Linked DNA regions of Mus musculus: region 1 is linked to region 2. A link is a contact called in public HiCAR-type data. All regions are on one chromosome and are shown on one strand. Each heading gives the region's core, a stretch centred on a gene start, on an enhancer-like site or on the middle of the called end of the contact. The rest is flanking DNA. Distances are from core to core; before and after follow the strand shown.

Region 1 (5,716 bases), core at 2,232-4,731, 400 kb before region 2:
GAGTCCCACAGGAAGACCAGGCTGTACAACCAAGTATGCTCCTTGGTTGACAGTTCAGTCTCTATGAACCTCTATGGGCCCAGGTTAGTTGATTCTGTAGATTTCCTTGTGGTGTCCTAGACCCCTCTGGCTCCTACAATCCCTCATCCCCCTCTTCCATAGGATTCCCCAAGCTCTACCTAATGTTTGGCTATGGGTCTCTACATCTGTTTCCATCAGTTGCTGAGTAAAGCCTTTCTGATGGCAATTACACTCACTAGGTTCCTGTCTCCAAGTACGGCAGAATATCATTAACAGAGTCAGGGATAGACTCCCTCTCATGGCATGGATCTCAGCTTGCGCAGTCACTGGTTGGCCATTCCCTCAATTTCTGTTCCACATAGGCAGGACAAACTGTAGATTGAGGGTTTTGTGTCTAGGTGGGTGTCCCAATCCCTCCATTGGAAGTATTACCTGGTTATAGGAGACGGCGGCCAGTTCAGTCCCCTCCTCCCAGTTCAGATTTTTAAAGTCAAGACTTCCCCCTTAGTAACCAATATTCTATACAGTGATATGTGAAAAACCAAACAAAACTAAAATTTAAAAACTTGAACATCAATTGGAAATGGCCATAGACATTAAAAGTTTGGGCCTAGGGCTATAGCCCAGCAGTAAACTCTTTGCCTCACATACAATGCTGATGTGTGATGCCATGAAAATGAGAACGCAAACTGCTCTAAAGACAAGCATTAAAACGGTTTTTTTCTTGTTGTTTTCTTGTCTGAGAAAAATGCATTTTACAACAAATAATCAAGAAAGTATAAAACAGAATATGGTCTTAGATGAATCAATCATATTTCACGACTTAGTCAAGACATACAACCAGGATCTTCACTTAGTAGTTGGAGAACTAGTTAGGAAAGTTGATCCACAGGAGACAATGCCTCTTATTCCACCACAGCTACTATCATGGGAATGAACTCTTAAGTCATCCAAACCAGACAGACAAGTAAAAGGCCCAACTTCTCACTCCCCATGTCACTGGGGAAATAAGAATAGAACAAATGTACAATGAGAATGTCAAACGCAATGCTAGCACTCAACACTGTTGCTCTGGTAGCCTGTAGACCTCTCTCTCAGGCCCCCTTCATTTTCAGACAAATCCATACATTGTCTGATCCCACATGCCTCAATTTCTATTTCCAAATCTCTCAGAACTGCACAGAGCTTCCCATTTGTTGTAAACTAGCATAAGTCAGGTGAACTGAGTTAAATTTGGTAACTCAGGGCCAGGCAGTGGTGGCACACACCTTTGACCCCAGCACTTGGGAAGCAGAGGCCAGCCTGGTCTACAGAGTGAGTTCCAGGACAGCCAGGGCTACACAGAGAAACCCTGTCTCAAAACACACCCTCCCTCCCCCCAAAAAAACAAACTAGTAACTCAGTTAACCTTTATTTATTAACAGAATGAAACAGTAAGGAAAATAATATAATCATCTCACACAGAAAACCGTGTGTGTGTGTGTGTGTGTGTGTGTGTGTGTGTGTGTGTGTGTATGAGAGAGAGAGAGAGAGAGAGAGAGAGAGAGAGAGAGATTGATTGATTGGAACAGAGAGAGAGAGAGAGAGAGAGAGAGAGAGAGAGAGAGAGAGGAACACCTAAATTTGAAGTACAGGCCTATGCAACTGTGATGTGGGCCTGTAGTCAGGAGCCTGGGACCGCAGGCTGCTGAGTTCAAGTCAGTCAGGGCAACTCAGCAAGACCCTGCCTCAAAAGAAAAACTTTTTTTTTTTTTTAAAAGGAGTGGAGAGTGAGAAGTAGAATAAGACCCATAAGGTGGCTCAGCTAGGTCCAAGTGCCTGCCACCAAGCCTGATGACCTGAGTTCTATCCTCATACTCCATGGAAAGGAGAGAACCGACTTGCAAAAGTTGTCCTTTGATCTACACACACACACACACACACACACACACACACACACACACACACACACGTATTTTTTAAAAGGCACATAAAAAATAAGACACTTTAATAGGTTAAGGATACAGCTTAGTGGTAGAGCAGCTGCCAAGCATGTGTAGAGACTTGACTTCAATCCCCAGCATGGGGAGGACAATGAATAGGGAAGTCAAAACCCATGAAGTTTGTTTCGAGTGGGAAATACAGAGCCCAACAGGCTACGTTAACTCTGAGGTAGCTGCTGTGATCTGGATGGGACTGAGTGTATATCCCAATGGTTCATGCACTCACTGAAACTCAATCTCTGTTATGAGGTCAGAAATTCACTCTATGATGTTTAGAGGTGAGTACTTCAGAAAGTAGAAACTCACTCTATGATTTTTAGAGGTGAGCACTTCAGAAAGTAGGATTAAATAAGACCTGGGGCTTCTGTGGTTAAGTCCTGGTGGCATGGAAAAAGGAGTGGAAGCCAGGACAGACACACCCCCTAACATTCTTTTCTTAATACATATGTGCCTAAATTATTTTCCTTCAAATCTGCCATATTAAATATGGAACTAAGTTCAAGGCCATCCTCAGCTAAATACTGAGATCAGGATCAACCGGCAAACATGACACACTGGAGGGGAGGGGTAGGGACAGAAAAGAGCAAGAGCACACTCTCGCTCGGCTTCGTATGTTTTTCTTTAAATCATACTTTTCTATAAACTACACTGAACTGTATTTTTCTATGTAACTAGAAAGAAATGTAGACAAAAATAAACTGTTAAAAAACCTTGACTAGCTGTCCGTGTGCTCGGTTTTGGCACCAAGGCCTTACCACATAGGCCACGCTAGCCCTGCACTGAAGATCCTCCTGCTTCTGTCTCCCTTCAGAGTCCCCGTGCTAGGACCACAGGCACACACCACCATATCCACTTCTTAAACACTCTTGAAAGTAACATGAATATTCTTCTAGTTGCCTATCTCCAAGGCACACATAATTTTGAAAAAGAAAAAAAAAAAAAGTAGCCAAATACCAGCTTTTCTGAGTTTCTAAGGAATGGTATAATGTAAAAAATCAGAAACATGTTCTGTACCAAAGAAGAAAACTATAACTTTTCCCCAAGTGATCAAAGAAGTCAGTTTGAGGCAGCACCATTAGAAAAAGTAGCCAATGAATTTTTACACACAAAGCAGGGCCAGCATTGCTGGCTCAATGAATAAGGGAGCTTGCTGCCAAGCCTGATGACCCACGATCCAGCACTGGAATTCACATGGTAGAAAGAAAACAGACTCCCACAGGTTGTCTTCTGACCTCTTCACATACATCATACCAGTAAATAAATGTAAAAAGTAAAATTACTGCAAATCCTTATCAAAGGTGCATATTATTATCAAAATTAATAGCTCAAAGCAGCCTTAAAACTCTACTTTGTTCATGTAAGCAAATGAGGCAGTGCTAATTACACTAGAAGGAGATGATTTTTAAGCTGTAGTGGTAACTGCATCTTCTGCCTAAATACAGGAGTAGCCCCTAGTGGCCTGGTAAGGAACAATTTTTTAACTTAGTAAACCGATAATAAACTCACAAGAAACCCTCCTTTTTACACATAGTAAAAGCAGTATTGTGGTTTTTGTAAATGTCATAATTTTGAGATCAATAAAATTCTTATGAAACAGAAACTTATCCATTTTTTCCTAAAGTATTGTTTCTAATACATTCTCTTCAAAGGTCCTGTTCGTTCATTCGTTCGAGACAGGGTTTCTCTGAGTAGCCTAGGCTGTCCTGGACCTAACTCTGTAGACCAGGCTGGCCTCGAAACTAGTTCTCTGCCTGTGTGTTTACAATCTTGAGTGCTGGGATTAAAGGGACATGCCGCCACCACCAGGCCAAAGGACTTTTATATAAAAATAAATTTTAAAATTAAAACCAATTTACTTAATATTTCCCTAGTAACACAATTTAAACAAAGGAATTTCTTATGAAAGTTAAAATACTTCATTGATCAAAGTCAACAACCTAATTATAAATATTAAACAGGATGCTTCCCAAAAAGCCAGTATTTGACAAAACTATTTGTAGAGGGCTTAGAAATTGTTCACATGTCGTATTATTTCTGCTAATGTAGAATAAAAAAAAATAACTGAAAAAGTTTGATTTTTGCTCAGACAAGGTCTCCTATGTTGCCTCCAGTTTACAATGACCCTCCTCTCTGCCTCTTCAATCCTGGGATTGCAAGCCCACACCAGTCACCATGACCACAGAGGTTAACAATTTTAAGGTACTGTTAATGTCTTTACAGGAAAAAAAAAAAGTACCTACTTGTGATAGGTAGTCTTGACTACATCTGGAATTAACTAAAATCCAAAGCAGCTAGGCATACCTAATGGGTTTTTCTTAATTGGGTTATTTGAGGTAGGAAGACCCACCCTAACTCTGAGGCACACCTTCTCGTGGCAGCCAACATAAAGGACATGGGAGAGAAGCTTTTTCGTTTTGCCTGCTCGCCCTCACTCCCACTGGCCAGTTCATCTGCCCTGAGGCTGTATCAATACCTGCTTCACTGGCATTAGAGCCTACTTCTTCTGGATCCCAGGATACACTGAAGTCCTCATGGACTGAAAGACTACTGAAATACTGAGATTCCCGTGGAAGACAGCCATTGTTTGTCTAGCTAGACCACAGCCTGTAAGCCACTCTCATAAGTCTGCTTGATATAGAGATTCATTCTATCAGTTGTTTCTCTAGAAAACCGTAAGAGAAGCAGTGTGCTGAACACGCAGAGTGCCAAGCTCTCCGCTCAGGAGGGGGACACTGTTGCCTCTCCACATCCACACTCTGCTCCTTCGCTCCGAAGCCCTTCCACCCTCTCCTGCCATCTAACTTCTTAGCTCTTGCTTTCAAATCTTAACTAAAGTCAACAAAACTCCCAAAGTGGAATTCCCATGCTAACGTCACTTGCTCACACTGCCATGCAGCTTCGTTTCTTCTCTTATTTATATGTCACCAGGCTCTTGGAGATGGCTCCATTATCTTCCATGTTATTATGAAGTGAAATGTCTAAGCCATTGGTCTAGAACGTCAGACACATTAGAGTTAGCTCCATCAAATCTATCAAATCATAAAGTGTGCTTCTGGCTCCTATTTTTTTTAAATTAGAATTCTCTTTAAAGAAGCATGTTAGCAGGGTATGGTGGTGTACACCCATCATCCCAGCACTTGAGAAGTAGAACAAAGATCTGAGTTCAAGGTCACCCTCGGCTACTCAGTAAGTTTGAAACCAGACTGGGTTACTTAAGATTTTATCTCCAAAAAGAAAAAAGTGTTTTTCTGGGGTTTTTGGGTTTGTTTGTTTTTTTTTTTTTTTTTTTTTTTTTTTTTTTTTTTTTTTTTTGCAGTACTGATCATCTAACCCGTGGCCTCGCACTCACCAGACAAGCAAGCGCTCTGCCACTGAACTACATCCAACTCTCATCCCTAGCCAAACTCTTTGATACTTCTTTCAAGAAGGGAAGGTTAGCTCCCTCTCTGGGTAGAATTAGACTAGTTCCTAACCCAAATATACTGGGGAAAGCTTCCATCGTGTGAAGACATCCAGAGAAGTTCATGTAACAAGACCTGGCTTTCCACTGCTGGTGACGTGCTGAGACATCTTAGAATAGATGCTGCAGTCCCAGACAGCCTTCAGATGACTGGTCCAGTTAGCAGTGTAACAGCAAAACAGCCAAGCTACGTTGCTCTCACATTTCTGACACACAGAGAATAATACATGTTGGTTGTCTTAAAAGGCAGATA
Region 2 (5,850 bases), core at 2,984-5,483:
GAATGTGTGGTTGTTGTATGCTTATGTACATATATACATGTGACTGTGCATGCATATGTGTACACATTTATGTAGAAGCCAGAAAACAACCTTGAATGTTGTTCTTTGGGTGCCATCCCTCTTGTTTCTGAGATAGGAGCTTGTCCATCAGGCAAGGCTGACTGGATAGTGAACTCCCGGGTTGCTCCTGTCTCCACCTCCCACATGCGATACCATGCCTGCCTCTTTGATGTAAGTTGTGGGGACAGAACACAGCTTCACACTTTTATAGTAAACACTTGATGGCTGAGCCAAGCCACAGAGCCATGTGTGTAGAATGTCATCTGAGTGGCAGTCATTGGTGCGATGGTTATCGTGGTGTGGGCGAGAGATGAAGAGAAGCAACTAGAGGATTCCAGAGACTGAGCAAGGCTTGAGATCTGACTTGTTTGCCTCTATGACTCAGAAAAAGCTCTAGAGTCACCTTTACTTTATTGTAATACTGATTAACTACCCATTATGAGTACCCACTGTATCCACAGTACTAAGACACTACTAACCCAAGAACTAGAAGAGAGATGGACACAAAAGGTTTCAGAATCGGGGGACCAGGATTCTAATAGTATGAGAGTATTGAAGTCCAAGGAGGAGGCACTAATCCAGCCTGAGGGGAGAGAAGAATCAGAGACTGACTCTGATTTTCAAAAACCATTTAACCTAGTGAGTGGACACGCCAGGCCCAGTGCAGCCTTGCAAAGACTCGAAGGATGCATACAGAAGTGTAACACCAGGGCAAGGACAAGGAGAGCAGAGGCTGGAAACACTGACAAGAGCCAGATCAGGACAGTAGAGGTAACACAGGGCTTCAGGAACAGCTCATAGCAGATGGCAGAGGAGGCAGACAGAAGGAGCAGGGGTTCCAGTGCCAGGAGCGCCTTACATTCTCTAACTGCACAATCACTCTCAGAGCTCCTATTTTAGATGTCCTACAAGGATCCCCACTCTACTTCTGGCATATCAAGCAACATTTACTATAGAGAAATCTTAATTCTGGCAAGAGATCACATCCAAAGACTTTCTAGGTCTGTGTAATTTGGCTGGAATACAAACATGTTTTTAATCCCAGGAGACAGAGGCAAACATCTCTGAGTTCAAGGCCAACCTGGTATAGAGCAAGTTTCAGGAAGAGAAAAGCTTAGGTCCAGGTACAGTGGTCTAATCCCAGCACTCAGGAGACAAGAGATGTGCTCTGTCTCTGAGTTCTAGTCAGTTCTGTTCAGTCAGTTTGTGGAATTCAGAGGCAGTTTTACCAGGAGAGTTTTACAGAGATAGGTTGGAGAAAGAACAAGCTAGACACAGGTGAAGACAGAATGGGCCAGAGAATGAACAGATTGCTAGAGTTAGTTTGAGGCCAAGCATGACAATTTGGTGAGAAGTGGAAAGAAGCCAGTTTGAATCAATCAGCTTGGAGAAGAGTTTGAGCCAGAGCAGCTGAGATGAACCAGGCAGCTAGGAACTAGAAAGGGTGAGCTGATTCAGTAAGTCTCAGAGGCGGAATACATTCTAGGCCTAGGTTAGATTGTATAGAGGTTAGAAGCTTCCAGGACTAGGCCTAGGTTAGCAGACAGAGGCAGTAAGCCTCGGAGATGACAATTACATCAGGAAAATAAAAATACTTTTACAATTTACCTCTGCAAATCTGCCATGTTCTTCCATGCCTCGTGCCCTCTCTCCTGCTGCCCCCTAAATCCTAAAGGGAGAGCCCAAGATAGTACACATACTCAAATCAACCTTAAATTAGTCCACTTTCCACGCCATAACAAAATATCTAAGGCAAGGTATTTGTGAAGAGAGGTGTAACTATCTAAGCGTCATGAAGCTGCCTGTGATGAGCCCCCCTCCCTCTACTGCACCACACCATGGTTGGAAAACCTGCAAGCGGGGGAAGTTGCATGGCAAAACAGAAAGCCAAAGAGGGACCCTAAGTGGGTCACTGGATCAGTGTTCTTGTTGCTATGACAAAATGCCTGACGAGAGAAACTTAAAGAAGGAAGGTTTCTTTTGGCTCACAGTTTGAGGGTGCAGCCCCACATGGCAGGGAAGAGATGGTAGCAGGAACCAGAAGCAGCTGGTCACCGTAGGAAGCAGAGAGCAATGTGATGTCCTGTTAGCATCCTTTTTTTGTAGTCTAGGACACCCACCCATGGAATGGGGCTGCCCACAGTTAGAGTGGGTCTTCCCACCTCAATTAATCTGATGTAGTTAATTCCTCACAGACAGGGCAAGCTCGGAGACTTGTTTCTGGTGACTTCAGATCCTGTCAGATTAACAATCAGTATTAACCAGCACAGTCATGTTTGTTATTTTGTTTTGAGATGGGGGGAGGGAAGAATGCAGGGGTTGGGGGGGGTGTCCCGTAGCTCAGGCTGACTTCAAGCTTGTTATGTAGCCGAAGATGTCCTTGAGTTTCTGCTCTTCCATCCTCTCCACTTTGCTAGTAGATTACAGTAGCACACCACCACGTTCGGTTTATGTGATACTAGGAATTAAACCTAGGGCTTTAAGGATGCTAGGCAAGCATCCTGCCTCCTGAGCTACACCACCAACCACAGTTGCTCATGCATAAAAACCTCCTTTGTGAATAAACCAGGGTCTCACAAAACTATTTCGGCTCCCTTTAGGTTTTTGATCCTTTGGTCTTATGTAGCCCAAGCTGGCCTTGAACCTGCTATGTAACCGAGGAAGACGTTCAAATCCTGATCCTCCTGTCTCTACTTTCCAGGGTCTGGAATTACAGTATGCACCATCATGCCTACCCTTCAATTTCTTTTAAGGGCAGATACCTCAGTGACCAAATTACTTCCTGCTACCCCCAACTCGTTAAAGCTTCTGACATTCCCACCCTTGGGGTCAAAATTCTAATACTTGAATTCTTTAGGGACATACCTAAGCCAAATCTAAACCATGCAAGTATCCGCTGAAATGCTTAATAATAGAAGGTTTCTATAGTAAGCTAGCCACCACTTAAAGTGATGTAGAAACTGAGTTAACATGATATGTTGTTAAATTTTAAAACATCAGGTACATAGTATAGTCTGCATTTGAGTAGGTGTGGTACATCTGGGTGGACAGGATTAAAATAGCAGCCACACTTATCTACAGTGGGCAGATTGCTAAGGGATTTCAGACCTAATCTTTTGACTTGTATCATTTAAATTATCAAACACACAGTTGGTATATTATGATCAACCCCCCACCTCCCCATCAAAGCGGCTTGGCACAGTGCGGAGAAGCACTTGACCTCTGGCTGGTTCCTGTGACTGCACGTTGTTGACACAGCAGTATTTCTGCCCAGGAGGACTGCAAGCGAGACTAATTCATTAAGTGCTTCCAGTCCTGAAGATGACAGGAGCCAGGAAAACATAAAGTCTCGTTACTCTGACAGCCGGTAGCCTTGATGTCTGCGTGTTTATTTATTAACTGGACTGCACGGATCCGTTCTCCCACAAGCACTGTAGCTGACCTTGACACAGATCTCATTCTCATAGAAGATGGAAATCACAAGAACACTGTCCTAGGAAGGGACGTGAACTTGAATGACAGTCGGCCAGGGCTACTGTAAGGTAGTAAGAGATGAGAATGTTGAGGGATTTGGCTCTCGCTCGCTCTCTCTCTCTCTCTCTCTCTCTCTCTTTCTGTGTGTGTGTTTCTGTGTGTCTGTGTGTCCGTGTGTGTGCAAATATTAGGCATAATATACAAAGTGTTCCATATATACACTTCCCCTTTTAAGTCATAACAATTCTGTGATGAGGTCTTCCCATTTTAAAGCTGCTGGAACTGGGATTTGGAGAGAGTGAATAATTAGCTAACAGCAGAAGTTAAATTTTAGTTTGGCTAATTCCAAATTCCACCCCTCTGCTTCCCTTTTTAATAGGCTGCTGTTACAAGCAGGGAATTTTAAAGCTTGGGAAAAACATTCTATTGATTTTGGCTTAGAAGGTTCCCGGCAGGAAGTAGATGCCAGATGCTCTCAGTTCAATGGATGGATGAATGAATGAACAAAAGAAAGAAAATTCTAAAAGGTCATGTAATCAGATCAAGGCAGGGAGAAATAATCCTGTTAGGAGCCCATCTCAGAAATAGATGTTACGAATGAATGCAGCAAACGCTCTGCAGTTCTGTTTCCCGGCCCATATTTACAAGAGCATGCCTGCAATAGAGTAAACATCAGGAGAGTCACTTTGCTGGGGCTCAGAGAGCTGGATTCTGCTGGGTATGTGGGTCAATCAGTCCTGGTGCAGTTTAGGGGGAAAGAGGTGCTGGCCTGGTTGAGTTCCCAGGCACTGAACTTGATGTCTGCTGTTTGCTAATCAACCACTTGGCCCTGCTGGGTCCTCTCAGTTTATCTGAATCACTTATGGTCTGAGGACAAAGAGAAAAGGAGCCCCAAACATAGATGCTGCCCCTACCACTTGTGAGAGAAATGCTTTCTCTCCCTTTGCCTGTGATGGATCAAGCTGACAGGCTTCCCCCGGCTCAGATGAAGAGCTGTTTTTCTCCATGTGTGTGCTGTCAGCTCTAGGAACGCTCAACACTGGTTATTGGGTCAGCAAGCAGAAATGGAGAGAAGCTTTGTTCGCCCCCTCTTTCCTTGGGCATCTTCTTGGCTGTGCACAGTAAAGGCTCATATACACCTCTCCCCAGCTCAGAACAGGAGGGAAGCCATTGGACCCCAGACCACTGTGGGGGACACAACAGAAATACTTCAAGGTATTTATCATCCAGGAGTTCGGAGCGTAGGGGAGGAAACACAATGTTCCCTGTAGTCTCTGTAGCTCTTAGCCGGGACCACTAGGACAAAACAGCTGAGCAAAGAAAACAAGTGCATTTACACCTAGGCCTGATACATACATGATACATGATACATACATGATACATGATACATACATGATACATGATACATGATACATGATACATGATACATGATACATGAGAGGAACCAAAGGCAGCCAGGGGTTTAGGTTTCAGGTTCCCATGTCATCCTCAGCTGAAGACTGAGACGTGTGTAGGGGAAGCACTTTTGGAGAAAGCACTGGCATAAAGCATGCATGTGTGTTGTACCCACAAGTGTGTACATGTATGGGCATGTGTAAAAGACTAAGAAGGATTCTGGGTGTCCTTCTCGATCATTCTCTGATCATTCTCTGGCTTTCTCGCTGAACCAGAAGAAGCAAGGCTGGCAGTCAGGGCGACCTAGTCATTATCCTACCTGCCCACCCACACCAGCACTGTGTTTACAGGTGTGCATGTGGCCACAACCAACCTTTTACGTGGGTGCAAGAATTTAAACCTAGGTCCTCACGCTCGTACATCAAGTATTCTTGCCACCAAGCTGTCTCCCCAGCTCACAACCCTTATTAAGTGAATTTAAACGGACACTTTCTCAGTTGTGTTTGTTTGTTTGTTTGTTTGTTTGTTGTTCTTTTTGGCAATACTGGGGACTAAGTCCAAGGCTTTATGCATGCTAAGCAAGTGCTCTATCGATGAGCTGCACCCTCGGTGCTTGCGCTAATAAGACTTAACTGAGATGTATTTGGGCTTCTCCACGTACACAAGGAAGACACACTTACAAATGAGCATTTTCCTATTTAAGAAATGAACATTTTCCTCAGAAGAATCATTCATACTGTGTTCTCACAGCTTCTCTTGTGTCTGTTATGTCTCAGAATAATCAGATCAAAACATTCCTTGTGCCAAAAAAAAGGCGTATTTTATGGTGCATATTCTGGTTAGTCTACAATAGTGTCCCAGAAAGAGGGACTAGAACACAAATGAACTTTACAGCTACACAGCAGTGTCATTGAAATGAAG

Evidence for each region. HiCAR-type assays count read pairs that join an accessible place to other places.
Region 1: a contact with region 2 is called in a HiCAR-type map of astrocytes, with 2.1 times the contacts expected there. The contact joins two enhancer-like sites. A contact is called at or near these places in 1 of 15 datasets of contacts at CTCF or cohesin (the NIH/3T3 cell line) and 1 of 115 datasets of contacts at active chromatin or transcription factors (astrocytes).

The regions. Positions count from the first base shown.
Region 1 is chr1:156,582,111-156,587,826 of GRCm38.p6, reverse strand. All of the region lies in intron 1 of Abl2 (v-abl Abelson murine leukemia viral oncogene 2 (arg, Abelson-related gene)), which reads right to left. Among named protein-coding and RNA genes, the nearest start is that of Abl2, 26 kb to the right of the region's middle. Within about 2 kb of position 3,481, at least 7 of the 459 cell types and tissues checked have an H3K27ac peak or open chromatin away from gene starts, as enhancers often do. A contact at or near this core is called in astrocytes, where this site is marked.
Region 2 is chr1:156,181,899-156,187,748 of GRCm38.p6, reverse strand. All of the region lies in intron 1 of Fam163a (family with sequence similarity 163, member A), which reads left to right. Among named protein-coding and RNA genes, the nearest start is that of Fam163a, 20 kb to the left of the region's middle. Within about 2 kb of position 4,233, at least 39 of the 459 cell types and tissues checked have an H3K27ac peak or open chromatin away from gene starts, as enhancers often do. A contact at or near this core is called in astrocytes, where this site is marked.